2 separate regions of the Ovis aries genome follow, and region 1 is linked to region 2. The links are chromatin contacts, called in public Hi-C maps. All regions are on one chromosome and are shown on one strand. The core of a region is the stretch at or near the end of the contact, and the rest is flanking DNA. Distances in the headings are between cores, read along the strand shown. Region 1 holds the start of SNAPC3 (small nuclear RNA activating complex polypeptide 3). Region 2 overlaps TTC39B (tetratricopeptide repeat domain 39B).

Region 1 (5,908 bases), core at 2,184-4,683, 180 kb before region 2:
GAGATTATACATATAATTCTACTCAAATTTCCCATGGAAGGGACCAGAAGACAACCAAGGAGATTCAATTGACTCTAGTAACAGAAAATAGCCAGGGGAAGCACTGTGTGAAGTAGTCTAAAAATTACCATTTCACATAGCTTAATAAAGTCATTATAAGCCAATGAGCATGTCATTATAGCAAAAAAAAAAAGCCTGCTTTATAATTACCATCAACTTTCTTTTAGTCAGTCTTGGAAAAAAATCACTTCCTTAGGTTTATGCAAGTTTCATTTATCCCACTCATTCTACAAATATCTACCGACTCCCTATTATACGCCAAAATTCTAGGTATGGGGGACATGGCAGTGCATGTGACAAACACTATTTATGGACCTTTTAAGTCTAGCTGGAAGACAGAAAATTAAATAAGTGTGATGACTATTTCAATAGAGAAGAATTGGGAACCACATGAACATAACAGGGAAGCTAGATAGAGTCCACAGTCCTTCAGCTAACAGTTGAAAAATGAGCAGAAGTCAGCAAGACCAGGCGATAAGGAATCGTGAGTGTTCTGGGCAAAGATCTAGGATGAGAGAGCACATTCTAGGAACAGAAAAGGTGTAATGTAGCTGGAGCGCATAGGGCTGAAAAGGCAGCAAGAGCCATTCTATAGAGGCCTCTGTGATCCATTTAAGAACAAAGGTTTTCGGACTTCCCTGGTGGTCCAGAGGCTAAGACTCTGAGCTCCTAATGTAGGGGGTCTGGGTTCGATTCCTGGTCAGGGAACCAGATCCCACATGCCACAACTAAGACCCCATGTAGCCAAATAAATAAATATATATTAAAAAAAAATACAACTACTTAAAAAAAAAAGAACAAAGGTTTTTAAAAAGAGAGTGACACAATCAGATATGCATTATACAAAAAAAAGAAAAAAATTAAACTAATCAATCAACAACAGTTCAAGGGCACCAAATGGAGCAAAGCAGTACAATAGGCTTAAGGGCAATTCAAAGATGAAGGAGCTGGACTCTGAATGAGTCTTCAAATACTTTAGGAATATTAGAAGTACTCTAGACATTACAAGAGCATCTACTCCCTAAGGGAGACAGACGGGTTGCAGAGATGTGGAAAGGAATCTTAGGGACTCAGAGAAAGAGTAGGGTTCCGCTGGGAGAGGGGCCATGTGCATCCTGAGCCACTGAAAGAGAAAACAGTTGAAAATGTATCAAGAAAGGCAGATTTGGGCTATGCGGAAGGTTTCAAATGAGGAATCTGAGTGAGGAATCTGAAATTTGTCCATAGAGGGGAGGCTGAGCCATTGACAATTTTTCAGCAAATGAGCACACTTAGGTGATAACAAGATGGGTAAGTCGGAAGAAAAGACAGGACCCAGGAAAGATAGGAACCTTTTACAATGCTCCAAGTGTTGCTAATGTAAATATCAGCAACAGGCATAAAAGAAACTGATTTGGCAATTACAAAAAAAAAAAAAACAAGATAGAGTCAAATCACCTGCGTAAATTTTTGAGGGTGACAACAGAAAGGATAGGATAAAGGATGACAACATAGCTGAGATGGTATGAAGTAAGCAGGTTACAAACTGGAAATTACAAGTTTCACTATTACATGCGGCTTCTCTATAACAGTATCATCACAGAGCAGCGTTTCTCAAGATACGGCTGGCAGACCAGAACTGATCTCTGAGCCATCTGTTATCCAATTAGTACAATGAGAGGAAGCATTTAGAAATGATCACACATATGACAGTAATCTTACTGTTGAATTTAGTAATAAAAATTTTGGAGTTCTACTGTGCTCTTTTAACTTCATTTTTCTAGTAATTCATTTTTATCCTATTTTACAAAAGTATAGATCTGACAGAAAATTTTTAAAAAACTTAATCCTTTTACCACACTATCAGAGTATTTAGCTTGCACCCCAAAATCTAAGTGGATTAACTGTACTTTTGTAAACATTTAAAAATAAACACAAATTTGAATACGGAGTAGATATTAGAGGGAATGCATTAACTGTTAATTTTCTTAAGTATAATAATACTTCTCTGATTTAGTAGGAGAATGATACTTTTAGGAGTTAACACTGTTGTATTTAGCCATGAATTAGATCTGCAACTTACTGTAACAGTTAAGCAATAGAAAAAGATACACAGCAGCTACCTCAAACACATACAGCTAAATCAAATAGGGCCGAATGTCAACAGTGGTTGAACTTGGGGGTAGGGAAGAGGGTTGCAAAGAGTAAGCCACGACTGAGCAACTAAGCACACCTATGATAACAATACCATACTGTAAACTTCTGAATAATATAATGTTGAAAAAAATATTTAAATAAGTGGCTTGTAATAAAAGCTAAGTCCTCCATACCCCAAAGTCACCAGGTCAGTATTTTCTGGGATGACTTCTGGATCCTCCCCTTCTTCAAGGCACCTCAGTTTATCAAGGCTAAAACAAAAACAAAGAAAAAAAGCAATCACGCAACCATTTGGGTTGTGTCCCAAATACATCACTGAATAATCACTGAATAATCAGAGAGAGAATTAAAAGCGAATTCTGCGCCGATACTCTATTAATGAAAAGGATACATGGCTGACTGAAATCGGCCAATATTGTTAAATGGAGAAAGAAATCGTTACTGATTTTTATATTTTCATCCAAAATAAGACACTTTGAAGAAAATCTTACTAATGGCATACTCAAAAGATCCCCCAAAGAGACCACAGGCAATCAAGGTTTTAACACTGTTCTGGTGAAATCTCCTTCCAGTCTCATCATTACTAAGGTTCCTCCGTCGTCAAAATGTTTGTCAATGACAGATACACGTCGCTGCTACTCTGACTACTTTCCTATATTAATAAGCACTTTAAAATCTGGTGAAGAGAAAAATTAATCTTTGATGCAGCTGCCTCGTCCCTTCCCTCCAACTAGAAGAAATCTTGCATTCCCCTCGCGGGACTTCTCCCGTTGTTCCGGGAAAGCTTTGATAGGGCGGCCCTTCTACTCCCGGGAGTAAATCACAGGCCCGCCCAAGGATGAGTCCTGGGGGAGCCCAGGAGCAAGGCTGCACCCCGGATGACTCCAAGCAGCAACAGTCTCCTCGGCCCCGCACTCACCCGCACACCGCCCTCAGCTCGGCTGCCGTTTCCAGACTGCAGCCCAGATCGCGGGCCACGGCGGCATCCTCGCAGCCGGAGTCGGTGACTTCTCGGTCCCCCGGCGGCTCCTTCAGCGACAGGTCCCCTTCCCCGCGCAGCCGGCCACGCCACAGCTCCCCGAAGGCGGCCACATGGAAAGCGTGCGTGTTTAGCTCAGGAAGCTCGTACTCTGGAAAGTTGAGGCCACCACTGCTGGGGACCGGGTCCTGCCGGCCATCCATTCCACCGCACGCTGGGTCGCCTCGGCTGTCTTCAGCCATGTTCGCCCCACTCCCTTCCCTGCGAACAGCGGCTGATCAAGGCCTCGCGGGGCGTCTGGGACCTGTAGTTGCGCGTGACTCGGACTGGCGGGGAGCCGCGCTGCACTGGCGCAGCTTTAGACACTACATTTCCCGGCAGGCTCCGAGTCGGACCCGCCCTGGGCCGGGGCACCACAAGTCTCCGCGTGCAGGGTTTGAGCGCATTGTTCTCCGCTTCATTCGCACAGCTGAGCGGTTGCGTCTGTTTGCTGCGGCCAGATTGGCTGGGTTCTCATCCCACACCGTTATGCAGCATCGCTCTCCTACGGAGCAGGGCGGCCCTGACATGCCCTTTGGTCTCGCTGTTGGCTTTTTTCTCGGCCCCAGGGCTCAGGACTTTTCCTTGACTCCTGGGTTCATGAATTGCGCTGGTGCCTCAGTGCCCGAGTCTGAGAGACTTGGGGGTCGAGGGCTGAGGCCCGGGACACAACCAGCTCTCCAGATCCAGTTCCTTTAGAACCTCACCAACGGCCCCATGAGTTTCCCAGGTGGCTCAGTGGTAAAGAATCCGACTGCCTGACAAAGAGAACAGACTTGTGGAGGGGGTGGAGGGAGGAGAGGGAGGACAAATTGGGAGAGTACCATTGAAACATATGTTACCATATGCAAAATAGATAGATAGCCAGTGGGAATTTGCTATATGACACAGGGAGCTCAAACCCCCTGTTCTGTGACAGCCTGGAGCAGTGGGATGAAGTGGAAAGTGGGAGGGAGGTTCAAGTCAGGGGACAGCTGTATACCTGTGACTGAGTCATGTCGATGTATGGTAGAAATCAACACGACATTGTAAAGCAATTATCCTCCAATTAAAAAGAATACAGATGGCTGTTGAAAAACAAAAATCCACTTGCCAGTGTAGGGGAGAACTCCAACAACACCCTTTCCAGGCAGGTATTTATCAGCCCCATTGTGCTATTTGAGGAAGGAGTTAGCTACTAGTTAACAGAAGCAAGGTCAGAATCGTTGGCCTTTTATCTATAAATTAAAAAAACCTCTCCCTCCATATTTAGGACTTAAGGAGGTAGCCAGTACCCTAGACAAAGCTTGTGACAACCACTGAAATAGTTAGGTGGGGCGGGCGGGGCTGGCCGAGGCAGGGGTTGGGGGTGGGGGTGGGGACCAAGGGTTTAAGTAAACAAAAACAGAAAACAGACAGAAACTGGATGACTTGGAATAAACTTGCCATGATGTAAGCCCGTGATTTCTTTAATTTTTAGCTAGTTTGAGTTGAATTCTTGCAATCTGAGTACAGTTAGTCTTTTCAGGGCCTGTAAACCTTGATCCAAATCCCTTTATTCCAGAGAATGAGGTTACAGTTTCAGGTAGAAGAACTCTAACATATATTCGGGAATTCAGTAACATTTTCTCTGAAGTGGTGGAGCCTTCCCAAAGGACTCGATTTTCATAAACCCCCTCCCACAACTAGAGATCCCTGGTTTGGGAAGATGCCCTGGAGAAGGTAAAGGCTACCCACTCCAGCATTCTGGCCTGGAGAATTCCATAGACTGTATAGTCCATGAGGTCTCAAAGCGTCGGACACGACTGAGCAACTTTCACAACTCAAGAAGATGGGCTAGAGGAGGGCGGCACAGGCATATGTGGTCATAAAGCTGTACCTTCCTGCAGTTCTCCTAAGGAAAACTTGAAAGTCATTTGCTTTCCTAAAACTGCCTGCTCCCCTTTCCCTTATCGTGTTAAGATAGTACAAAAGTCCAAGTTCTAACTGCCTCCTAGAGTCACATTTTTCTGTGAACTCTTGTTAATTGTAATTCACAGGCCCCAAATGACAATATAAGAGTTTAGAAAAAGTTTTTTTCTCTGATAACACAGCTGGGACAAAGGCAGCTTCTGGCCCTGTAGCAAATTTGGCAGAAAATGGGACTATTGTTAGACCTAACACTGCTACTGCTAAGTCACTTAAGTCGTGTCCGACTCTGTGCGACCCCACAGACGGCAGCCCACCAGGCTCCCCCATCCCTGGGATTCTCCAGGCAAGAACAGTGGAGTGGGCTGCCATTGCCTTCTCCAATGCATGAAAATGAAAAGTGAAAGTGAGGTCGCTCAGTCGTGTCCGACCCTCAGCGACCCCATGGATTGCAGCCTTCCAGGCTCCTCCGTCCATGGGATTTTCCAGGCAAGAGTACTGGAGTAGGGTGCCACTGCCTTCTCCAGACGTAACACTAGGACCAGACAAAAGCAGAAAGGAAGTATAAAGATTCTACCATGGCAGGAAAGAGTTCTTATAAATCTGGGTGAGCTTTGTATGATTTCTGATAGAGAAAAACAGAAACAAAAAAAACTAAGGTTTCCCAATTGTGGATATTGAAACCAACAACTGAGTTGCGATGGTGGCATTAGATGAGAAGGAAAATGGCGATCCACTCCAGTATTCTTGTCTGGGAAATCCTACAGACAGAGGAGCCTGGTGGGCTACAAGTTCATGGGGTCATAA
Region 2 (5,466 bases), core at 615-3,114:
TTCCGTCGTGTCCGACTCTTTGCGACCCCATGGACTGTAGCTACCAGGCTCCTCCGTCCATGGGATTTCCCAGGCAAGAATACTGGAGTGGATTGCCATTTCCTCCTCCAGGGGATCCTCCCGACCCAGGGATCGAACCAAGTCTTCTGTGTCTCCTGCATTGCTTGTGGATTCTTTACCCCTGAGCCCTGTAAATCAACTATACTTCAGTACAGAATTTTTTTTTTTAAAGGTGACGTTTAAAAACTACAATTACTGATTTACATTGGGTTGCTCTTGTTCCTGGCATATTGTTTGTTTGCTTTCTTGAATCAGCAGTGCCCTCACTGAGACTAACTGTAGATTCTGAAAGGATGTTTAGACTCTTGCTGGTGGGGAAGGAATAACATGGATTGTATTTGTTTTGCAGAGCAGCAGTCTCTTGTATATTGTATTTGAATTAAAAACAAAACCACAGATTAATATTGTAAATCTTATAATTAACAAATGAACATAGCTTGATAAGTTTTGAGGAAAGTGATAGTGAGGTTTTCACAGCCTGAGAGTCTGGGTTGTGCCATCCGTTCAGACTAAATGTTCTTAAGAATGGGAATGCATGTAAGAATTAAAGATTTTAAAATTTAAAAAATAAAAAACTAAAATTAAAAAAAAAAAAAGAATTGAAGCAGTTCTTACTGATAATATGAATCATCAAGAACTTTAATCAGGATTCCTAGATAATGAGGTGAGATTTGGTAAGAGGTCTACCGTGAATTTCTATCTGGGCCCTTTGTGGCTGACCTGACTGGTTGCCTAAATCTTGCTTCCTCATGGCCTCTGTCTGGGAGAAGGGAGAGGATGGTTTTAAACAAGCCTTATCTTTCATAATTTCTGTGTCACAAAATATATTTTCAATGGCTTTTATTTTACACTTACTTCAGAGCTAAGGACTGCTTCTTGTACAACTGGGAAAAATTAGGATTGCTTAGAAGCATTTTCTAAGAAATGAATCGGCAGGGTGCCCCCTTGTGCTTAAACAGGGAAAAGCATACGTCCCTTTCTCCTTCAACCTGGCAAGTTTCCTGCTTCCTGCCTTCACTTTCACTTTTCACGTTCATGCATTGGAGAAGGAAATGGCAACCCACTCCAGTGTTCTTGCCTGGAGAATCCCAGGGATAGGGGAGCCTGGTGGGCTGCCGTCTCTGGGGTCACACAGAGTTGGACATGACTGAAGTGACTTAGCAGCAGCAACAGCAGCAGCCTGGACTTGAAAGTCCCCAGTGCTTGAGCTTTTTGGGTCACGTCTTTCGTAGTCCACATTATTCCAGTGGTTGTGGTGCAGGAGTAAAAGTCGTTACTGTGAAAGTCATGCCTTGGATGAACTAGAACTTCTTGTGGTTACTGTCAGATGGGACTTGAATGCTTTTCAGCTGAATTGAAATGCAGTGATTTCCGTGTTCTCCCCAGGGCTAAGGAGAGCATGTACCACGCCTTGGGCTACAGTACCATCGTGGTGTTGCAGGCTGTCATGACCTTCGAGCAACAGGACATCCAAAACGGCATTTCTGCCATGAAGGACGCCTTACAAACCTGCCAAAAGTATGAGCTGAGTAATTAAATACTTGAGATACGCCTAAAAACCTTTCTGTCTGTGTGACAACATGGATGTACTTTGCTTCACTGAGAGCTCTGTTGGAAGTTGGCCATGGTTATAGAAAAGGACTCAGAGCATCAAAGCTTCCTGGCCTCCTGTACTTTTATGAAAGATTAAAAATATTTCCCCCATGATGCTGGTGTGGCTGAGCACATGGCATCTATACCGTACTGTTTTCTTTTTGCTATTTGAGCTACGGAAAAGTGCTGAGGATTTCAGTGGGTTTAGCAGCAAGCATCTCTTGGGGTCCCCCTGGTGGAGAGATTAGGTACTACATGTTGGCCTGGTACTCCGGGCCAACCAAGGAGCATTTTTTATGTGGGAAATGCTGTAAATGCAGAAGCAGGTCTTTTATTTGCCTGAATGGCCATATTTGAACAGTTTTGCTTGGTGAAAATGACATGGAGTTTCAGTTTTATGTGTATTTGAAGCCTCTAGCAGAAGCTGTTAATTAACATTGGTGAATTTTAACACTGAAGTTATGCCCTCTTGTAATTATGTTTCTAGCCCCTCAAATGAAGAGAGTTTCCAAACACTGCAGTCTAACCCCATTTTTAACCAGTGGCGAAGTGACCCTTACCCACAAAAACACTGATTTTAGCCATAGAGATCAGGGAAGGGGCATGACAGAGTTAGTATTGACTGTTGGTTTGGTTTAATCACTAAGTTGTGTCCGACTCTTGGGACCCCATGGACTGTACCCTGGCCGGGCTCCTCTGTGCATGGGGTTCTCCAGGCAAGAATACTGGAGTGGGTTGCCATTTCCTTCTCCAGGGGATCTTCCTGACCCAGGGATTGAACCTGGGTCTCCTGCACTGCAGGCAGTTTACCAACTGAGCTACCAGGGAAGCTCCCGGTATTGACTGTTATATGTAGGTTTGTCCACACACAGAAACATGTTCAGTGAGCTTGGATTAAATGCCCACAGGGTGCCAGTGCTGGGAACTGGGTGTGCAGGTTTCAAAATGGTGGTCTCCGCCCTGCAGACTTTAGGGTTTAGAGTCCTGTTTCTGGTGAACCTTTGGTGTGATTTCAACTGAATTGGTTGTGAAATGAAATGAGCTTGATTTATTCCTTTTTTCTTTCTACTTCTCATCTCTTCTATGTATTCTGTGCAGATACAGGAAGAAATGCACAGTTGTAGAGTCTTTCTCAAGTCTTCTTTCGAGAGGATCTTTGGAACAGCTGACTGAAGGTAAGGGGCATTTAAAAGGTTGGGTATTTTCCTTTCTTTGAAAAATTAAAGCATGGTTATGCTCATAAAATTCAACATATAAGTGAATAATATAAGTAAATGGAATGTCTTTTCCTCTTCCCCATCATTACTTACCCTCTAGAAGTAACCACTGTTAGCAGTTGGTTTTCATGCCTTGCATACTCTTCTCTGTACGTATACAAATATATGCAGAACATATACATAGGATTTTTATAGTAATTCATCATTATTCATTTTTTGCAAGTAGAGAAGCATGTGATACATGTGGTACAATGTGATTTTTGGCATTGACTTTTTCCAGGTCAACACGTATAAATTGTACTTCATTCTGCTTAAGAGCCGTGTAGCATTCATTAGGACAAATACCATAAATTAGTTTTTCTGTATCGAAGGACAGTTATATTGTTTTTTTTTTTTTTTTTTGCTATTAAGAATAATGCTGACCTAAAATTCTTGTACCTATAACTTCATGCCTTTTTGCTAGTATTTCATAGGATAGATTGCTAAAAGTGGAGTTACTGGGACTGAGGGTTTGAAAATAGAAAACATTTATAGATATCACCAGTTTTTCTCTGAAGAATTAGGTCAGTTTATAGTCTTCTCATCCATGTGTGAGAGTTTCTGTTTTTCTAAAAGCTATTAATTTTTTTTCTCAAGGTCAGTAATTTTGATACCTTTAGAATAATGTGATGTTTTACAGCATATAAAATGTTTGGTTTGTAAACATTTAGGACTACTAGAATTCAGGAACGGAGAAGGCAATGGCACCCCACTCCAGTACTCTTGCCTGGAAAATCCCAGGGACGGGGGAGCCTGATGGGCTGCCGTCTATGTGGTTGCACAGAGTCGGACGCGACTGAAGCGACTTAGCAGCAGCTGCAGCAGAATTCAGGAATAGGACTATTAGAATCCAGCATATCTTCGGCATGTTGATCAGATGGCTGGGAGAAACTGACTCCTTTTGCTGTTTCCTTGACGTTCCCACAGAGATTAGGGCAGAGGTTCCATGATGAGTCCTGTTATATTAGCATTATGCTCTAGTCAGAATGGTTTATAAGAAAGGAGCATCGCAATACTCCTGTAGCAGAGAAGATGTCCTTCGAATGTGGCCAGTGTCTAACAAAGCCTCTGTCATCTGAGAAGCACTCAGAGTAGTTCTCTGGAGGAGGTAACACAAAATTGTCAAAGTAGCTGTGGCCAGTTAAGGCAAGAGCAATTCTGGATAATGCTGTCCATCACTCCCAGTGGTCGAGTCTGTGCTAGACACATTTTTTAGTCTTTCACTGTAAAGTTTTCTTTGCTTTGTTAGAAGATTATTATCAACTTGCTACGGACTTTGGAAAACTTGGGCTCATTGTGTGTGTGTGTGTGTGTGTGTGTGTGTGCACACGTGCTCGCGCTCAGTCATCTCTAACTCTTTGTGACCCCGTGGACTGCAGCCTGCCAGGCTCCTCTGTCCTTGGCATTCTCCAGGCAAGAATACTGGAGTTAGTTGCCATTTCCTCCTGCAGAGCATCTTCCTGACCCAGGGATCGAACCCGTGTCTCCTGCGTCTTCTGCACTGGCAGGCGGATTCTTTACTGCTGAGCCACCAGGGAGGCCCATCCTGGATTACCTCCTTTTGATAGACTAGAAACTGAGGATCAGGGAGATTAGACAAACGGTCCAAGGTTACCAGCCTAGCAGAGCGGTGTTCAAACCTGACCTGCCTTTCCCTAAGCCAATTAATTAATTATTAATTAATTATTAATTGTTTAGTTGTTTCCTGTTTCCCACAACTTCCTCTGTTCCGCAAGAAACAGGCATGAAATGTCTTCACATGTGGGTGAAGGAAATGCTGAATTATTTCTGTGTTAAACATCATAAAAATAGGTGATACTGTGTTCTTATCTCTTTATTCTGTCTTTAGGCATGGCATATTTAGAAGTATTAAAAAGTGAACAGTAATAAGATACCACTACACAGTGTCCAGGAGTTGGTGAGGGACAGGGAGACCTGGCATGCTGCAGTCTATGGGGTCGTAAAGAGTCAAACACGACTGAGTGACTCAACACCAGCAACACAGCGTCCAAAATCCAGAACACAGAGGCCAACAAATGTTGGTGAGGATGTGGAGGGACAGGAACACTCATTCGTGGCGGGTCAGAGTGCAAAATAGTGCAGCCACTTTGGAAGACAGTATGACAGTTTCCTTATAAAACTAACAGCTGAAAACTTGTGTTGACACAAAAATCTGCAAAGAAATACTTATGGCAGCTTTATTCAGAATTGCCAAAACTTGACCTTCACTAGGTGAATGGATGAAGTATGGTACATCCAGACAGTCAAATATTATTCAGTGCTGCAAAGAAATGAGCTATCAAGCCATGAAAAGATTCGGGGGAACCTTAAATGCATATTCCTAAGTGAAAGACACCCATCTGAAAAAGGCTACCTACTGTATGATTCTGAGTATATAAGATTCTCGGAAAGGCTGAACTGTGGAGACAGGAAAAAGATCAGTCATTGCCAGGGAATGGGGCGGAGAAATGATTAGGTGGAACACAGAGAGTTTTTTAGGGCAGTGACATCATAATGATTAAACACATGTCATTATACATTTGTCCAGACCCATAGA

What was found. Hi-C and Micro-C count contacts between places; a contact is called where the count stands out from the background.
Region 1: a Hi-C map of hypothalamus shows a contact between it and region 2, with 2.3 times the contacts expected there. The contact joins the promoter of SNAPC3 here to the enhancer-like site in region 2. A contact is called at or near these places in 2 of 16 Hi-C or Micro-C datasets (hypothalamus and skin fibroblasts).

The regions. Positions count from the first base shown.
Region 1 is chr2:83,924,718-83,930,625 of ARS-UI_Ramb_v3.0, reverse strand. It overlaps SNAPC3 (small nuclear RNA activating complex polypeptide 3), which reads right to left and starts at 3,433. Exons shown (of 9, transcript XR_009599249.1): 1 at 3,116-3,433; 2 at 2,370-2,447.
Region 2 is chr2:83,743,694-83,749,159 of ARS-UI_Ramb_v3.0, reverse strand. TTC39B (tetratricopeptide repeat domain 39B) reads left to right here. Exons shown (of 20, transcript XM_060409504.1): 5 at 1,447-1,578; 6 at 2,752-2,828. Among named protein-coding and RNA genes, the nearest start is that of TTC39B, 99 kb to the left of the region's middle. Within about 2 kb of position 1,864, at least 14 of the 54 cell types and tissues checked have an H3K27ac peak or open chromatin away from gene starts, as enhancers often do. A contact at or near this core is called in hypothalamus, where this site is marked.